2 separate regions of the Gasterosteus aculeatus genome follow, and region 1 is linked to region 2. A link is a contact called in public Hi-C data. All regions are on one chromosome and are shown on one strand. The core of a region is the stretch at or near the end of the contact, and the rest is flanking DNA. Distances in the headings are between cores, read along the strand shown.

Region 1 (5,041 bases), core at 20-2,519, 51 kb before region 2:
CATCATTCAACTCGAGACACCCGCAAGTCCAATCAGTTGCAGGAGCCTAAAAACCCAGCGTGCTGCTTGCTTTGAAAAATTCCCTTGACCTTTATGGGTAGTGGCTGTGACAAATGACAGATGTGTTGAACTCCACCCAAGGCTCCTTACAATGTCACTGCAGAAACATTTAGACCCCTTTTATTCTGCAGTTTGTCTAAATATTTTACCACCACGACCAAGCTGAATGAGCTCGTAAACAACATCCCTTCCAACCAGTGACCCCTTCCAACCAACATATTATTGCAGCAGGTGTTCAGAAGGCACAACTGCTCAGTGTGAATACGAGAGGTCTGTCTGCAATGTGTTTAACTAAGGCAGGTGGGTTAATAAGCCGGTTAAGGTCATCCGTTTTTAAATGAGTGATGTTCAAAAGGATTTTACGCCTTCCTTTTTGTTTGTTCTGGTTAAATCGGACACAAGCCTCAGTCTTTGTACATGTTTTTTTAGTAGGCTTCACTTCATTGTTGATATTTTGGCACACACCTGGATTTTTTCGTTCTTCAAAACTGGCGGAAAATGATCTGAGGCTGTTGTCATAGCAACAAGACCATTAGCCCGAAACCTCATTCACAGTGAGGTGGATCATGACCAAGACTGTTTAGGGTGAACATTACCCCACTTTCAAATAGAAATCACTATTAAAATGTATTTGGTGTGGTTATTATTTTTTCTTTTTCTATTATACAGACTTACATTACCTGGACAAAGCTCATACAATATGAATTTATTTTTCAATACTCTGAGCAAAAATACAAATGGAACAAGAGAGAAATGGTATGTAACCATGGCATCATGATGGGATTTATTCATCTCAATACTAAAGTGCATTATAAATTCATTCCCCTGCAGGCGTTTTTTTAATGCCCTTAACAATCAATCATTCAATCAATAGTATATAATTGTAAAACATACACTTATGTGGATGGGAATAGGCAGGCTGGCAAAAGGTGATCAAATACAGCTACTTGAAGGTCTAATAGCTGAGTTAGGTTTTCTTATAAGTAAAGCTGCTTCATTATTTAATTAGAGAGAAGCTCACCCAACCAGCACAAACATTCGTAACATCTGCCGACATTGGCTCACAATAACTAATTCTATATCAGCATTGAAGGTGTGGAAACTATTGAGACATTATGGGGTGTATTGAAATGCACAATAATAGCTTTACCCTGCAGGGACAAAATGAGATTTAAGTCATGAGTCGCTGGACCTAGAGGGAGGCTTCTCTACACATACGTATCTCATATACTGTAGATGCTATTAATAGGTTTAAGTCATCCAGGATCTATAGATCAGTGCCCTTACTAAATGGCCGTTTAGTTTACGGTGTGCTGTACACGATGAACCTGGGTGTTTCACCTTGCGTTTGAATGTGTCAGAAGATGAGATTCCCCATGTGTTCCATCTCTGCCTGGTTGATAGACACATACAGCTGCTGGTAAGACAACCAGTGGATATGCTCTCTGTGAGACATCAGCGTGGAGCGAGTGGGAGTGCTGGCCTCCGTCGGAACCTTGATCTCCGCTCTGTCTATCGCTGCTCAATCTCCCTTTATCTCTCCTCCCTCTCACTGGCCGTTTGATGATGTGCCGGCTGAAGCCAAGAGGACGGGCAGCTCTCGGCATTATTCGGTCAGAGAACTGTGGAGATTCCTCTTATGCATGGCTAAAGAGGAACGGAGAGAAGGCCTTGATCTAGTGGACGGCCTGCAGCAAGACTGAGAATGAGAAAGCTGCAGTTCTGCATTCAAATCAACGTTTTTCAGCAGCAGCAGCAGAGGGAAAATTGCAAAAAGAACACAGAGGTGGGTAAAGGCCGCAAGCTGTGTTTGCAACTAAATAGGATTCAGTGAGGGAGAAACAGTGTTGTGGGGAGACACTAATGGAAAGACTAAATAATGGTTGAGTAGAGAAGACGTTGGTCTTCAAATGTAAATTCAAAGAGAGGGTGGGTGACAAAGGGAAAGATAAAGAGGGAAGCATCCTTCTTCAGATGCCATGGGCTAAGTGGTTGGTTTAAGGCAATAGTTTGATATTTTTTGACAGGGGGAATTCACTAGCATGGCTCTGCCAAAAGTTAACAGGTAAAAGATACCATTGATGGCTTTCATGGTGGCATCACCATGAAGACAAGACAACAGGAAGTCACTGTTTCCTGTTGAGTAACTGTGCCCTTTAAAAACTATAGTTTTTTTTATTAAAACAAATAATATAACATGTGAATTGGATTCCGGGGAGCCCAGCTGTATCCCTGGTTTTCCATCATGCTAAGTGAAGCTAACCAGCCGCTGGTTAAAAATTTAATTGAATTGCAAATCTTATCCTCAGCGAGAGAGTCAATCAGCTTATTTCCCAAAATATCAAACTATATATATATATATACATATATGTATATGCGGAGTGGAACCAGCCTGAGGAAGACCTGCAGACACTAAACTATTATGAGCAAGTTCAGAGCGACGAAAACAGAGGAGCAGAACAAAGAGAAAAAAGCCCAACTCCCAGGTCTACTTAAGAAATAATGATGTTGGTTTGCAGCTCGCAGGTGGGAAACTGCTGTCTGCGAATAACTAAAGTAACAGCGCTGGGAAACGAAAGCCCTCCAATGCCCCCTTCATGTTCTTGTCTCTCAGACCTGTTTTCTGAGAAAACAAACGAAGAATGAACACGTTTAGATGTCCTGTTTTACGTGGACATTGTTGATGCTGGCAATCCCTCAAAATACAAAAAGGGGCTGTTCACTCGCTGTCACCCGCCGATGTCTGCATCGCGCCAGCGGGGAAAGGCCACATGGCACAGGGTCAACACATCTGACATTTCTTTTTGGAGTGATGTGAAAAGGGAAGAGAGAGAAAAGGAGAGAGATCTTTTGGGGGACAAGCCGTGGTTAGATGTAAGTAAAAGCAATCATTGAGCATGAGCTTCGCGGTTCTTCATTAAGATTGGATGGCACATATAAGCGACCACACGCAGAGAGCCTTTCGCCCTTTCCAATAAGCCAGCTCTACTGTTGGTTTTATGCTCTGTCGGAGCTGTCATAACTCTTAAAATGATGAGGCGCTGTGAAAGCAAACACTGTTCAGTCTAAACAAGCCACATACCCACATGCCTCTCTTTGTTTGTGCTTTCCTGTGTGCGTCTGTGGTGTCAGCTCGCCGCGGGATCCGTCAGCAGTGGAGCAGAACCTTCTCACAAACTTTGCCAATTCAGGCATCGAGCAAAAGGTCGCTCGGTAATATAGGCTCCAAGGTACCGCACCGACACATAAAAGGTCACCCAACTGTCAATGCACATCTGGAAACCCTCAACCAGACAAAACATGCAACCTGATGGCCGGACGGAGAGATCGGACTCTGCTTCCCCAGCAACTAGAGAGCTGGTTGGGGTTTCTGGGACAGCGGCCTCAAGAGTGTGCAGCCTGTGCTGCCTTGATTGCGGCTCTCCGCGCCGGCTTTGATCCCGCCCGCCTGGGAGGAGCAGATTTTACCGTTCTGCTCACATTGAAGTAGATATAGTGGCAGGTGGGAAATGCATTCTAGAGGAGAAGGGAGCTATTTTTCTTCCTATCTGGGCTCCGTGGTCAGAGGCAATCTCTCTTCATTATACGGATCTCTGCTCTTTGAAATGCATATTTGTTTCTTTCATTGGCTCAGTGTCCTTTGTCAGGGTTTCTTCTTTTGTGGATGACACTGTCACGGCACTTTCAGGTGCTATAAGCTCTGCAGGAGAATCCTCGCAGTCCCAAGTGTTAATCCAATTGTCGTGGATGTCCCATGTTGAGTAGAAGGGGATTGCGCTCTCTTGTGTGCACGTGAGTTTGTTTGTGTTCCTGAAACGTTTATGGATTACTCAGAGGTCAGCCTCTGCAGTTGAGCCTCTCCTGGACGGGCCACCCGTCATTGCTTTGGAGACTGTTGTTCTTAGCTTGCGATACTTAAACCTCGCCTCGTGCATGCTGTTGCTGCCGTGTGGAAGCTGCAACAAAAAGACTGAATGAAATATGATCTGATGATTTGAAAAAAAGCTGTTGTCCCGTAATGACTGATATCCGATTTTGGTCTCATTGTGTTGAAAGACAGCAGCTAGTGCTTCAACTGTGTCTCTCATTAGTTGCTGCTTTAGCTGCTAGATGGTGGCCAGTGAGGACTTTATATGATAAAGGAAAATACAACTCTCCCTGGGGGAAGCAACTTCTCTTATTAAGTAATTGAGAGGTTATTTATTCTCTCCCCTCTTTTATTTTTATCCCTCCCTGTCCTATTTTCTTCCTTCTCCAATTGATCCACAGAGAAAATGTTTGCATTTATATCTGGCTCTGCTAATTGTCTCTGATATTGACTTGGATACCCAAAGGATCGAGACATGAATGGGTGTATATTTTTATCCTTCTTGGTAGAAGCAGGATTCATATGTTGAAAAGTTTTAAGGATACAAACTATTGTTTGTTTGTAGAAAGATCGGGGTCAAATCAGCTGACGGAGATAGGATTGTTTTCCCCGACTTACATCTTCATGTGAGAATTGGAAGTTTCAAGATACTTTAGCAATAAAACATGCACATGATATGATTTTCTTTTACGTTGCCCATTAGAATAGGCTTAATCATTGAAGGGACTTGGTGAGAGAGAGACAAAACAGCTAAAATAGAAATGTTCATGTGCAGTTGAGAAATGCAGAAATATGATTTGAAGCGCATTTCTTCTGAAAGCAGAGAGGTAAGTTGTACTTGCCACATAATAACTCAAATCAAATATATGAACGTATTAGTGATAAATTGCACGTCGTTGAAACATGGACTCAGTCTGTAAACGGGTGCATGCTCTAATACATGGTTCGCTTTTATAACATCTGACAGAATGAGACGGACAGCTTTTACTGCGACCATGGAAACGGGAAATTAGCACGTTCACATACACTAATCTGCAGGCTGGCACTCGCTTCCGAAGAGCATAACTGATGAGAGGAAAGGAAAGGCGAGGAGAGAAGACAAGAGGAGAGGAA
Region 2 (4,349 bases), core at 1,381-3,880:
GGTCCAGAGTGTTGTCTTGGTGCTCAGACAGTAGCTCTGCCACAAACACCTGGTCTGGCATGTCGTGGTGGTGGTGGTGGTGGTTCGAGACTTGGATGAGGTCCGAAGTTAGGATCTGATGGTGGTGATGATGATGGTGGTGGTGATGATGATGGGGGTCCAGATCATCCTCTATTGCCACCTCAGAGCCAAGAATATTGTCAGGCATGATCACACTGTGTTCCGAGGACACCATGTCTTCAGTGGTAATTTCATGGGCTTCGACCCCCTGAGACTGCAGGCTTTCGACGTCCACCTCCAGGCCTTCGACAACCTCAGCGTCCAAACCCTCCACTTCCACCTCTTCCTCAAGGCCCTCAACGATGTGAGCCTCCATGTCCTCAACATCGACCTCAGTTTCCAGGCCCTCCACCACGTGCGCCTCCAGACCCACCACTTCCACCCCATCGTCTAGGTCATCGACTACCTGAGCCTCCAGCTCCACGACGTGCGTCTGTAGCCCGTCCACGACTTCGGCCTCCAAGCAGTCCACGTCTGCATGCAAGCTCTCCACCACCTCAGTCTCCAGTTCTTCGACCACCTCAGTGTCCAGGCCGTGGACCACCTGAGTCTCTAGGCATTCCACCTCAAGTTCATGATCCAAGAGGATGCCCTCGTCCGTCAACACTTCAGAAAGAAGCATCCCCTCGGGCACAGACACCACAATGTGCTCGCCGTCAATGTGGGCAAGACCCCCCATTCCTGCAACTGTAAACACGGAGAGGGCTGCATTACAACAAGTTTTGTGATGAGCACAGGCAAAAACTAGTTTTTACACATATGTTTGTGAGGGTGTATTCTTGTTGTTGGTATGCTGTGAAAATGTCAGACTTACCTTTGTATGCCACTGTGATGTGACATACAAAGACCCAGAACATTAGCAGATGTGACCCAAACAACATGAGGTGGAGAAGTGGTCTCTTATGGTATACAGCAATCCTATGCTTTGAGGAAATTACAGTCTGTATATTCATAGCCTGTAGGATCTAGCTCAACCTTTACTGGTGGGATAATGTATCTTGGAATACATCTTGCATGCGTTGATTATTGGTTCAACGTGTCCTATTTCACCACCTACCAAAGTCTTGCATGATCATAGCGTGGGGCATCTTCAGCTCCTGAGTGTGCAGCTCCAACACCCCTCCTCCTTGATCCATGTCTGTACTCTGGAAAAATACTGACATTTGCCGTGTACACTGTGTTAGCCTTTGTTAAAGGTGCGTTGCTAAAAATGAAAGTGAAAACACCCTCAAACAAAGCTGGATACATACCGTTACATTTGATGACAATACCCTTAGAATGCAATCAATAGGGTATTTGATGTACTTTCTCCCATCAAGGTAAATCAATCAGTCCCTCTGTCAAAAAACAAGAAACAAACAATTGGTACAATAAGCATTGTGCTGATGTTAGAAGAGAGATACAGGAGCTTTCACTCAGCACTGTCACATGTTACAATAACGACCACAAGTTGCCACTTAGAATAGGACCACTAGTGTTGTTGGCCGCTGGCTCCATCCATTGCTTATCTAGAGTACTACAGGCAACTTCAACCTGAGGACATATAGGACACCTGGAGCTGGTTGAGCCTGATGGCTGCAGCCCAGCCGAGACAAATGGCTGTCCTGCTCAGTGTGCAAGAGGATGAGCTCACTGGCAACAGCTCTGATTGCTGCTACAAGATGAGTCCTGCCTGTTTGTATGAGAGGGAGTGTATTGCCGTCACACGGCTGTTCAAAATTAGCCAACAGCGTAACGTTAACGTCTGCAGAGATCTGCAGTGATGATACGGGTTCCCGATTTCCACCGTTTCCACCGTATTGGGGTTAAACTAATACGGTGCAGCCACTTTTTTCGTTTTAAAACAGCATTGTACTCTGGACTCCGCATAAAGCTACACATCCTCAGAGTTTATGGCCGCCAATGAAAGTACTGCAGACCTTATGCAATGCATACTACTGCGGCTACCGCCCTCCACCCACTAGAGCTAACTAGCCAGCAAGCTAGCGACGGTCCCCCGAGCGCCATTTTGTTTAGCATTATGGCTAATGTCAGGCATGTAACAACCTGGCGTATTTAATCATTTCAGTATCATCTTCACACAACGTCACAACACCAGTAAAGCCGTTAGCACAAGCAACAACAGAGTATCCCCGATGCAATCATTTTCTTGCAAGCCGTTCCGATCTGCACGACGACGGCCGTTCGGTCAGCTAGCTAGCCGGCTAAGCTAGTTGAAGCATCCTGTGTCGCATTATCTTCCATGTTGTTTTTCCAAAAGGCTGCAAGAGGCCCGCTACGGCCGACTGGGCCCTTGCGTCTTATTCCATATGCCTTTCTAACGGACTCAAATTAATTTTACCTGATAGCGTCGTCTTCTGACTCTATCGGTGTTTCTCCCCCTTCTCAGTTTTGTCTGTTATTGTTTTGGTTTATTTTTGACGGTAAGCTAAGTGCGGCCTGCAGTTTTGGATCCCCGGGCACCCTTTGCTAGGCCTCGGCCAATCAGCTTGCTTCCTGACAAGCAGAGGGAGGGCGGGGGGCAGACAATGCGTGGCCTCGTTTACCGCTGATCCCTTACTATTTGCGTCATGCATAAGAGAGCAGAGTTACATTAAAACAGACGTTCTCGTGATGGAAACATATCGATGCCTAGTTCTGCGACACGTCATTACATTATTTTCGCATCAAGAATTGTATGTATTTTTTTTAATGGGGTTGTAAAATGCACTCAGACTTTGTATGCACGGATGAGGCCTGTGGGCCATTTTGTCACAAGCTGTGGGTGGGTTTGGTCACGAACACAGGAAATAACCGGGAGATGCTGATGGTACTTGCTACTAGTTTTGCAAATGGATTGCAGTTGGATTAAAAAGCATGCAAAGTGAACGGTCCATGACTTGGCGGGCATTTTTTGTACAAGAAGAAAACCCGAATGCTGCAATTTTAATTTTAGGGTAAACTTTATTCTTCATTTTCATTACAGCTCCTAATTGTCAGAGTTGCTCTGCATGAGGGTGCATAGCTGTCTTAAGGAACAAGGCCTTAGTGCATACACATTTTCTTCATTGCAATGGTATCCAAAAGCACTCAAAACAAATATTGATATGCAGTAAAAATACCTGCAAAATGCAGTAGCCTAACAGTACCATTGATGACTCAAGATTCTTCTAGTAGAAAGTTTTGCAGCTGAAATGCGCCTTGGCACAAACCATATTTTCCTTCTTTTTTAGACTTATTTATAAGGGCAGTGTGGTTTACAGGAGTTGCATTGCTTTGTAAGCAAAGAGCATAACACAAATACGAGACAAAGATAATTACACAGTAAACCAATCAAACATTCATGAATTCACACATTTGTAATCTCATTTACATGAGGGATTAAAAAACAAAACCAAGCATGCAACATTCAGCACCTTAATCTAGTAGGAATGCACACAGAAAATTAACAAACCGTATATTTTTTGAAATTGTCTTCATGTCAAGTACATCAAGCAAACAGTGATACAACCCTTAATATTCCAGCACAGTTTCTCACAATTACCATAGAAAAATAAGTGAAATTGACACAAACAAATCTTCTGGAAGCTCAGAGTTGGTCTATGCCACGTGGAGAGTGCACGTGTGCCTTTATGTCTGCCTACACATCCTCTTTGTGTGGGTTGACAAGGTTTCATGCGAGGAAAAGTCAACTACGAATCCGGTGCAGCGAAGGTGCTCCTATCAGAAAAGGTTGTACGACACATTTGTGGACAGTCTTCTACGAGAGGTAAAGAGAAGAGTTGCAGCAGGAAACGTCCTTCATTACCGGCCAGGCTCAGTAACAGCCATCTCTCCAGGATTCATCTGACATTTTATTCAAGCCCAAAGACCTGTCAATAAGATAGAGTTAGTCTTCATTCAAGAGCCATGTATCAGATTGGGATCATATGATTGGCACAACAAAATATTTAACCTTTTTTTTTTTTTTTAAAGGACATTTTCCTCAATTTATTCAAAGATTTTCATTTAAGCACTGACCTGGGCTGCGAGAGTTTACTCCTGGTCGATGCCTGTCCTCGGCCCGCGGCAGCCCTTCCTGCCCCAGTGGAGGCTCTCCCGGGTGTATAGACCCCGCCATTGGCAGAGGCTGGAGACTGGACCCTGCGGCCCCCTCCAGCTTGGGCAACAGGCAGACCTCTAGAAGGCTGACGACCAGCTGCCATGGAGCCCACTGGAGTCACGGCTTTTACTGGGATCCGCAGGGAGAGCGGTGATTGGCCACTGCCGCGCAGCCGACCGGACGGGATACCTGAAAACGGAAGAAGGCA

What was found. A called contact is a pair of places that touch in the nucleus more often than the background predicts.
Region 1: a Hi-C map of skeletal muscle shows a contact between it and region 2, with 2.8 times the contacts expected there. The contact joins the enhancer-like site here to the promoter of znf711 in region 2. A contact is called at or near these places in 4 of 6 Hi-C or Micro-C datasets (liver, skeletal muscle, tail fin and 1 more).

Annotation. Positions count from the first base shown.
Region 1 is chr4:12,619,654-12,624,694 of fGasAcu3.hap1.1, reverse strand. No RefSeq gene overlaps it. Among protein-coding and RNA genes, the nearest start is that of rhogd, 10 kb to the left of the region's middle. Within about 2 kb of position 1,269, at least 2 of the 9 cell types and tissues checked have open chromatin away from gene starts, as enhancers often do.
Region 2 is chr4:12,570,764-12,575,112 of fGasAcu3.hap1.1, reverse strand. It overlaps znf711 (zinc finger protein 711), which reads right to left and starts at 2,630. Exons shown (of 8, transcript XM_040172840.2): 1 at 2,402-2,630; 2 at 1,311-1,397; 3 at 1,118-1,216; 4 at 1-747. The coding sequence starts at 1,196. LOC120817069 (SLAIN motif-containing protein-like) reads right to left here. Exons shown (of 8, transcript XM_040172843.2): 7 at 4,060-4,330; 8 at 2,984-3,911. The coding sequence ends at 3,857.